Linked DNA regions of Siniperca chuatsi: region 2 is linked to region 1. Evidence: chromatin contacts called from public Hi-C data. All regions are on one chromosome and are shown on one strand. The core of a region is the stretch at or near the end of the contact, and the rest is flanking DNA. Distances in the headings are between cores, read along the strand shown. Region 1 holds the start of LOC122870037 (myozenin-2-like). Region 2 overlaps LOC122870038 (inactive ubiquitin carboxyl-terminal hydrolase 53-like).

Region 1 (4,928 bases), core at 2,413-4,912:
TATAGTAAGTTGGAAGTGAAGATTCTCTTTTGAATTGTTTTCAGCTTGGGGATGGATTTCCTGTGCATGCTGGTTTAATTTTCTGCTGCGGATGTACGTATCTAGCATGCTGGTTCTTGCAGTGATTGTGCACTTTTTTATGGTTTTTTTTAATTTTCAATCCATGAAACTTGAGGGTGCTGTTTTCAGATCAGGAAATCATTTCACTGTCAGATATACAATCAGTGATGCATTAGAAGGCTTAAAACTTGGGGAAAGGTTAGTGCTGTAACTCAGCATGTTGTGGGCGGACATGTGGTTATGTAAGATCTAATAAGTGAGATTAATTCACTCATTTACCTGGTGCATTTTAATTATTACTAATACTAATTAATCTACTCAGAGATGGAAGATGAGAAGCCGGGGCATGCTTTCTACAGACAGTTTTCCAAGACTTTTTTTCTTTGGGCACCTAGAAAAACAAATGAATTGTCACATTCCAGCTCAAAGTGTATGAAAAAATGTGATGCAGTATGAAGGAGGACAATGGAGTTTTAGTTGGGAGCATAAGTTGAATTGAGGAATGTAGATGAGTCCTAATTATCACAACAAAAAAGATTGTTTTAGTTTATGATAGGTTTTGCTGGCACTGGGAGAATTGCTTACAGTATGTAATGGGTTTGTGGCTTTTGTTAGGTTTGGGATTTTGCTATAGACTTGTAATCATCTCCAAAGATTAAAGCTAGGTTGATGTTTCCCCAGAGTGTACATAATGTCCTAATGTGATTCTCACCAAGCAGTCTCATAAACATAAATAAGATTTATCACACAGCATTGTGTTGTGTCTCAACTGATTCACTGAACATCCTGACATACTATAGTGTATCTGTGATAATTACACTGTATTGCTTCCATTCAAACATATTATGGTCATAATACAAGACCAGTAATCAATTTCTGTTCCAAAGTAATTCAGATATGGATTCACATAAAGCATTTTACAAAATAAATACAACCAAATAGCACTATTGTGTTTGTGCTCTTTGCTCTCTATTCCAAGCATAACATACTTGGCTCTGGGCCATTTGTTGCTTGCTGTATCATCCCATGAAGCTTTTTGTGTGATGTGCTGTCTTGAATAGTCGCTCACTCCATATCCAGCGGAGGGGGTTGGGAGGGGTTGGTGGGGACTTGTTCCCATGGTGACCACCAGTTACATAATAACAGTAGGTAACCACTGTAGCTGAACCATTAGAGAATGAGAGATAAGGACACAGAGGGTGATGATAAACAGAAATTATTTCCCTACCAGTTTAGATTTTGAAAATGCTGTGCGGAATTCAAATGCTATTAAAAGGGTGGAGCTTGAATCTGAGTATGAACAACCACAAAGTGCAACACACATAGCTTTGAAACATTTCATTCAGTGTATGGGGTTCCTGGCATAGTTATCTTTATGCCAGATGTTGCAGTATGTCAATGAACTTGTTGCTTTTAACATCCAACCTTATGCTTTCCTGTCCCGCTGGGTGCTGCAAACTCAACCTGCCTTCCTTTATTTGTCTCTTTTACCAAGTAAAGAAATATTTAGGAGGTAAATTTAATTGAGCAAGGTCAATCAAAACATGGTGACTGGATTATAAGGTGAGTGAACCCTATTAGGCCTTAGTCCCTCCTATATCACATGATGGCATTTAAAACAAATAGTATCTGATTGGTCTGCAGGCCCTGAGGGTCCGTGTTCCCATGCTGGATGTCACTGAGTATATTTATTGTTGGCTGTGCACTGCACATTTTGGAGCGCAGATAAAGAGAATTGCAGCTGACACAACTTTATTTTTGATGTTAAAGCTCTATCAGGGGTTTTCATCCCTTTGATATTTTTCTATTCATGTATATTTGCAATGCTGCAAGATTGCAACAGATTATTGCCATTTGTATAGGTGAGTCATATAGATCAGTGGTTGTCAAGTACCCCCATTAACAACACTCATCATGTTCCAAATATGTCCATTTTAAATGATTTGCAACTGGATATTATTTAACTAATGACTAATGAATACATGTGGATATAATACTGGATGTTAGCTGTTTCAATCATTTATCCATTTATTATTTAAGCTAATTATTACATTACAACCATTTATCCCCTACTTTTAGCTAACTGTTTATCTTTAAGCTATTTCAATAATGTATCGATTATTATAAGCTATCTATTAAACTATTTATACTGTTAGCCATGTCTGTATCCATTAACTTATTTTTAGCCTATTTCAACTGTTAAATCATTAATTGTAGCTATCTATTTAAGCTATTTATCCATATCCTATCTTACCTATTTCGAACATTTATTTAACTATTTTAACCATTTATCCCCTACTTTTAGCTAACTAATATAACTTATCCATTACTTTTAGCTATTTCAATCATTATTCATTACTTTTAGCTATCTGTCTCAACTGTTTATATTTTAAGCTAACGTTAACCTATTTCAACAGTTCATACTTTTAGCTAGGCCTATCTATTTTAGCTATTTTTCCATCTTTTTAGCTTTAGCCCTTACTTTTGGCTATTTCAACCATTTATCCCAGAGTTTTATAGCTATCTGTTTCAACTATAGGCTATTTTAAGCAATTTCAGAATCAGAATCAGAAATACTTTATTGATCCCCGAGGGGAAACTCTTTTGTTACAGCAGGTCCCCTTTACTTCAGTGCACACAGGAATAGAAGTGCTAGCAAAAAATATAATGCACTATAATACAGGTCAGAAAATAAATCAAGTACCAAGTGGGTATATGTATAAAGTAAAATAAGTGTGAAGTACAAAGTGGGTTTACCGGTTGATGATAATAAAATGGTATACAGTAATAGTGCATGAACTGTCAAGTTAAGTGTAGCTTATTAAGGTTATAATGAGACGGAGGATATTGCACAGCAGTAATAGAGGTATGAGTAATATCAATATCAATAAATAGGGAATTTTAAACTAAAACATTGCACAGGAGTATTACACAGAATATTGCACAATTATGTCAAGTATTGCAGAGATGTAATGATCAATGTCCAGTTTAATGACTTAGGGTCATACAGACTACACTTAGAGGGAGGAGTTAAAGAGTTTGATGACCACAGGCAGGAATGACTTCCTGTGGCGCTCTGTGGTACTTTTTGGGGGGATGAGTCTTTGTTTGACCAGCACATCATGGAGTGGGTGGGAGACGCTGTCCAAGATGGCATGTAGTTTGGCCAGCATCCTCCTCTCTGACACCACTGACAGAGAGTCCAGCTCCACCCCCACAATGTCACTGTGGGGGTGGAGGATAGCAGGACTAGGCCTATTTATACTTTTATCCAAGTATTTCAACCATTTAGCCTTTAACTTACTATTTCAGCTTTATCCATTAATTGTAGCTATGCATTTCTATCTATTTCAGCTATGTATTCATACTTTTAACAATCTATTTCAGTTTCAACCATTATCCATAACTTTTAGCTAACTGTTTCTGCTCACTTACTAACTAGTTTTCAGACACTCTTAATGACAAAATTGTTTAGGTGTTATGAATGTGGATATATATTTTTAATCAAATCGTAAATTATATTTTATCAAATTAGTTGAGTTCATCTTTCCGCATACCCTGGCAACTGCAAAAGTACCCCTGGTTGGGAATCACTGATATAGACCATCCTGAGCTACTGTAATGACACTAGCAGAGAGAGAGATAGATGGAGGGCAAAGCGAGCAGCAGTGGCAGCACTCTAAATTTAGTCTACCCTTCTTATTCACGCTAGTGAACTAAATACCAATGACAACAGACAAACTGACACCCACCCACCCAGTCAGTCAGTCACTTTGTCAGTTGGTTCAGACTGCAGTCCCCTCCACGGCAAGCCCCAGTGCCGGGGAGCGTGAGCACCACCACAGGTCGCACTACCCAGTCTGACCCTCTTGCCTCTCACCTTTCTGACTTCCTACCCTAAGGAGACAGGCACAACTTGCGACTCCCCCCTGAGGGTCCTTCAGGACAGGTAAGCCATCACAAGGGCTCTCCACAGGTGTGCTGTCTAGTTCTAACGTGACACTTTGAATCAAGCATGATTCATCTACTGTGGTTCCCTCTACATTTTCCTGTCAATCACACAGCTTGTCTTGTGTCACAGTTGAATTTTATTTCAGAATTTTCTTAAAAATTTTTTGTTAATATATTTTTGATAAATGCATCTCCTTTTTGTCTTTTTGCTTGACGTTTATATGTAGGGAACATCCCTAATATTTAACAGCAGCAAGTATGCATAAATCCCCAAACATTTCCCAAACCAGACAAGTTTGCAATTAAACTTTGCAAACATGTCTATTATCTACTGAGCCGAAACCAATGATTTCCAAATGATGAAGTGGTTTGCACGGTGAATAGACTTTGGCATTTTCTATGAAATGCTCCTTTGTTCCATCAGGAAACTTTTTGAAAAGTATTTTGGATTGGAATGAAACATTTGTGTTGTGTTCACTGACACCTTGGTGTAAACTTTCCACTGTGCTATTTCATCCACTGTCTTATGTGTTTGCTGTGACAGCGCCATGTTCTCTATGTGTGTCCTTTCAGCCCACTTGGGTAATTTCAAACATATTGATTCCCAGACCCCTGGGCCCTGACACAGCTGGTTGCCATGTCTGAAAAGCATGTGCTTGGTGTTTAACAGCCCAAGGTTATTTAAAGGGATGTGCTAATTTTGCCCTTTTCACTGCCCCAATAAATTCTATCTGCTTCGGTTGTGCGTAGTGTGGATGCTTGATGTTGGCCAATCGATGCCAACATGCAGCCATGCTGTCTTGCTTTTGTGTCTCTTTGTACGTTTGAACAGGTTGTACTAATGTGCGCTGTCTCCTGTAACTTTTTGCCTCACCCCTGACTCCCCAGGGGCAGCCATGTCACAGTTCTCCACTATG
Region 2 (4,942 bases), core at 668-3,167, 48 kb after region 1:
ACTCAGAGGGGAGAGCCAGCAGATAGCTGACTTCCTCAACCGCAAGTGCATTATTCAAGCCTATCTCTTGACAGTATTTTGGTAGTGTGCCTTTTGATGATTAATTCTTCAACATATAGTTTAAGAATTTTCTGTGATTGGATAAGGTCCTGAAGTCACTGAAAATGTATAAAATTCGTAATTTTATTTTGGTAATACAGTATGACTTTTGTAGGTTACTTTTTTCCACCAGTTTTCATTTGGTTTATTACAACATCTTAATACATTTGATAGCAGATACAAAGCATAGCCCTTAAAAAAAGACAACTGCAGGTGCCACAAAGTAGACAACAAAGGAAAAAAACATAAAAAAATCATGAGCACTTGTTGTTTTGACAATAAGATGTGCTTTCTTCCCATTCAAGAAAAGAATGTTGCAGGAATTAGTACCAGATTACAAAATTGTAAAACATCCGTGATAAAAATATATATTAGTTCATAAGGGTTTATTTCCCCTTTTTTGCTCACAGCAAGGATCCATCTTAGTCCTTTTAAGTGGTTGGTAAAGATCAAGCTCTGGAATATCTTGTGGCAATCCACAATGCATGAATAATTTAATTCATTTTGTATTTTAGGGATCACTTCCCCCAGAGAAGAAGTGATGATTTGAAGGCTGACATATTGCACTCTACATTTTCCACTGGTAAGTAACTCTCTCGCACATTTTTAATTCTGCACACCAAAACTATGTTGTAGTGATGTCTGCTTATTAATTATATTCCTGGCAAAACATGTACACCATCTTGAGAGCTAGCATTTAAATATGCAGTGGTTAAGATATGTTATTTTTAGACATTTGGTAGAGATTTCATTAAAACAAAAAAATGAAAATTTAAAATATTTATCCATTATTAATTTACACATATAAATATAGATTTTCTTACATTGTGGAAATAAGTCACAAATTAAAGTATCAGTCTTTCACAAAGGCTTGGCCCTGACATTAAAGCAAGTTCCTCTGCCCAATAGACTTCCATGTGTTGTAAGGATCTGAAACATTAAGATAATACTAAGCAATTTCCTTGATTTATTGTTCCATCAGTAGTGGTAAGGTCACAACCTGATTGAATGGATACTGTATGGAAATAAGTGTGCTCTCACTGATTGGCCTTGACCTTTTTTCCTGAGCAAAGTTTATGTAATGCAGCATGCAGAGAAATGTACACAAGCCAAAAGAAAACATCAACCCAAGTGGAAAACTGGTAAAGAACTGATTTTTCTAGAGATGAAGCTGATTTTCTCCTTCCTCCCAGTGCTAAGTGAAACACTTTCAACATTATTGACAGAAATAAAAATCCTGGTTTGTGTTAGGTTTTATGTCCTTCCTCACATATTACATAAAAAGGAAACGTGGTAAATAGTAAAAACAGAACCTCAAGGATTTTAACTGTTAACTGCAGTGATGAATAATGTTATAAACTTTTGGATCCATTGGGGATACAAAATCTGGGGGGGGGAATCTGTTCAACTACTGTTAAAAACATGTAAAAAATAAAAAATTATACACCTCAAATATGAGTCATGTTGCAATAATGGTTATTTTTATCTTCCAGACAGGATAGAGGGAGATTAGATGACATGAATAGCTCTAGGGGGTTTGTCGCCTGGACACTCTTCACAATCTTTATCTAGCACATGCTTGCTTGTGATACACAGTATCAGTACAGAGAAAAAGAAGGAAAATATCTTTTAAATTTACAAATATCTTGGAAAATGCCTTACTAATTCCCTCAGCAGGAATACACTGAGTTAATCCTGAATAAGAGGGGGAGATGAGTGAGCTTGTAGGGGCCACCCAGCTGTGCCCAGCCGGGCAGAAAATGCCATGACTGGGCCTGTCAGAAGGTGGTATTCAAACATGAGGCAATGAAAATACCATTCTGTAGCACTGCAGTTAGTTTGTGGTCCCAAAGAGTTACAAAATACAGCACAGAAACAGCAGCTACAGTTTTATCTATCTTTAGTTTTATTCAGAGTTAAAAATAGCTTTTACACAAGTGCGGTGAGTTGGGGAAACAGAAGCAGAAAGGCATAGTGCTGAATGCTGGTCTTGTCATTGGCCTGCGAGCATCTGCACATGCAGAGTGATTAATGTGAAATAATCACTGTCAAGGAGATGAACACTTCTGTTGCAGGCATTGTTATTTATTATCCCTTTTGATATATAAAAGTATATATCAAAGTATTTTCCTTGAAATTAGCATTAATGCTAGTCTTTATCTGATCAAATCTGTGGTCATAATTGATTGCACAAACCTACATTTGTACATTTTACAAAGGTATATCTGAAATGTAAAATTTTTGTATGAAGTCGTTTGTCTCCTAGTGATGATGATTATAGATATGACAGTGTCTACAGATCACACACTTAACCACATTCAGTCACATGCCTCCTCTTTTATTTGTAAAAATTCACAAGACTTATTTTTGTATTTAGAAAGTATCTACAGCTATGTTTTGACTTATTGTTGATTCATTTGATGAATGGCTTGAAATGCTGATTTGTTCATTGCTAAACCTAAACCTGGCTAAGTAGCTATTTTAAAGTCACTATGGGATTTTTATCCTCTGCTGTCTGCATATTGTATTGACAAGCTGCAGTAAATGTGTCCAAAGTCAATTTGGCCTGAGTTCAGTGGTGGCAGTCTGTCGTGAGCTGCAGTTTCAGAGAAGGCTGAGCAGATTCCAGTAGTCCATTAAAGTCCAAAATCCTTTCTAAAAGCACACAGATGTGGGAGGACAGTTGTGAGGAGTTCAGTTGACATTTTGACCACAGGCATTTATTCTTATGATCCTTTGCTTCATCAAATAAGGGACCTGACGTCTGGGTTGGGGCCCTTCTTAGTCACCTTAATGACGACCTTTTGTCCTTGTGAATAAATCTCATTGAGCTACAGTATAAGAAAATGGTAGCAGAACATCCTGTCTATAACAGTGTGAAAGGTCACGGCTGCCAGCAGATGGATGCACTTCAACCTGCTATCTTGACAGTGAATCACGCCTTGTCCCGATTGGCTCTAGTGGCTCTTGCACACCTCATCAAGAGTCTTCTTATAACTCAGTTTGCACATGACCATATCATCTTCAAAGTTATGACTACACAAACAGTATAGTTGTGTACTTAACTTTGCCCTCATGTATGTGTAAAACCCCAAATTATAATTTGTATGAGGTAAGTAGTTTACCGGCTTGTGATGCAAAGTTCAGAAAACAAAAAAAAGGAATCATGGTGAATTTGATCCTTCATCCGATTAAATGGATTTGTTATCCACTGGGTTAGTTTGCGTACATCTTCTGCAGTGAATGTGTGTCCATGAGTTAGCGTGTTGAGAGCTGTAATGCTACTCGGCTTAGCCCATCTATGGATGCCACTTAACAAGCCGGTGACTGATGTGATAACCGTAGTGTTAATGCCATGGCATGAATACATGTTTCTATTGTGGCATTTGGCTTAATGTTCCTATGCCTGTGCTATATAAACACACACAGAAACAAAGGCTATTCCGAATGATTTCTTTTAAGAATTTGCGATGACTTTTTGGAGTTGTGGGCACTGGCAGAACTTGACATTTTTCTAGGGTTAATTTTTCCTCCCCACACACTTCAGGTCTTAATGAAAAGCTGAACTGCAAATATGCATGCGAGTCTGATTGATGCTCAAGAATTTTAAGTACCCCAGACAGCAGAGCGCAGAGAACTACAAATCTCGACTTGAGAGCCTTAGCTCTGAAATGTGTAGAGTTTTTGTTTGTTTGTGGCATCAACAAAACTTCAAAGGGCTGTCAGGAATTTTTGCATGTACAATTTCTCAAAACCTAGTTAGGGGTTGCTTTCATGGTCTGTATAGAGGCACATTTTCTATTTCCTCTGGGAGTTTCACACTCTGGCAGTTGGAATAATTGAAATTATGTCAGATCACTTGTCTGTGCCCCTCAGTTAAATGTCCTGAATAACTTTTTAGTGGATAACAGCAGGCCCCAAACAGGTGTCTCTCTTGAACTTTTCTCAGAGTGATCCTTTTATGCTGGAATGGGATTAGAGACAAGTCTGTGAGTGATTTACATTAGTAGAGTATAAAAAGATTTGTATGTAGTAGCACACACAGCATGGCTCTTAATAAGTCGACCACTGATTGCTCAGACATTTGGAAAGTGCAAAAAAACATGTATGCATATGAGATAGCTTCACTTTCTTTAATCCTATTTAGCAACTTGACGTTATGCTTTCCAGTTAACATGGGAATGTCAGGGAAATTTTATTGCACACCACTTGGTGCAGTTTAGATAATACATTAAATGCCACTGAACCACAGTCTAATCCATGCAATCACAGTACATGGACGGTTTCCCAGGCAAGTGCAGTAGGCCATGTAAACAACAGGACACCTTGAGTACATCTGTTCTGCTAGCGTTTGCAGCTACAGCAGTGATTCCAAAATTCCACTGAAATTAATGTTTTCTGGTGATCAGCCAGACCCTGAGGAATTGTTTTACATTAAATTCGGATGGAATTCTAGCGAATATTTGATATCTGTTGTCTGAAAAATCTTTTGATTTGAACAGTAACAGAGAGTCTTGCAACCCAACAACACTGTCACCTTGCCCTTTGTTATCCAGCTGCTTTCTCCTTCAAGCTTTCTCTTGGCAACAGTGCATGTGACCTTAAACACGAGGGCATTTTCTCGGGAGAAAGCATTGTAAACTGCATCCCTTTTTGGTTTTGAGAATGATATTGTTACAGTTGCTTGCCAACATTGCAGATCAGCGTCATCAAATTGTGAATTGCCACATGGACTTAGCGGCTTAAAAATGCAATAGTGTTGTGGAGGGGATCTGGAGTCTGGAGTCTGACCCCGGTGTAATTGCATGCCAGCACAAAGGATTTAGCCACTAATGCTTTGAGA

Evidence for each region. Hi-C and Micro-C count contacts between places; a contact is called where the count stands out from the background.
Region 2: a Hi-C map of skeletal muscle shows a contact between it and region 1, with 5 times the contacts expected there. The contact joins the enhancer-like site here to the promoter of LOC122870037 in region 1. A contact is called at or near these places in 3 of 3 Hi-C or Micro-C datasets (liver, skeletal muscle and an unstated tissue).

Annotation. Positions count from the first base shown.
Region 1 is chrLG22:10,553,165-10,558,092 of ASM2008510v1, forward strand. It overlaps LOC122870037 (myozenin-2-like), which reads left to right and starts at 3,663. Exons shown (of 6, transcript XM_044183637.1): 1 at 3,663-4,009; 2 at 4,900-4,928. The coding sequence starts at 4,908. LOC122870033 (synaptopodin-2) reads left to right here. Exons shown (of 5, transcript XM_044183616.1): 5 at 1-1,004.
Region 2 is chrLG22:10,602,929-10,607,870 of ASM2008510v1, forward strand. It overlaps LOC122870038 (inactive ubiquitin carboxyl-terminal hydrolase 53-like), which reads left to right. Exons shown (of 17, transcript XM_044183641.1): 14 at 615-682. Among protein-coding and RNA genes, the nearest start is that of LOC122870038, 33 kb to the left of the region's middle. Within about 2 kb of position 1,918, the one cell type or tissue checked has an H3K27ac peak away from gene starts, as active enhancers do. A contact at or near this core is called in liver, where this site is marked.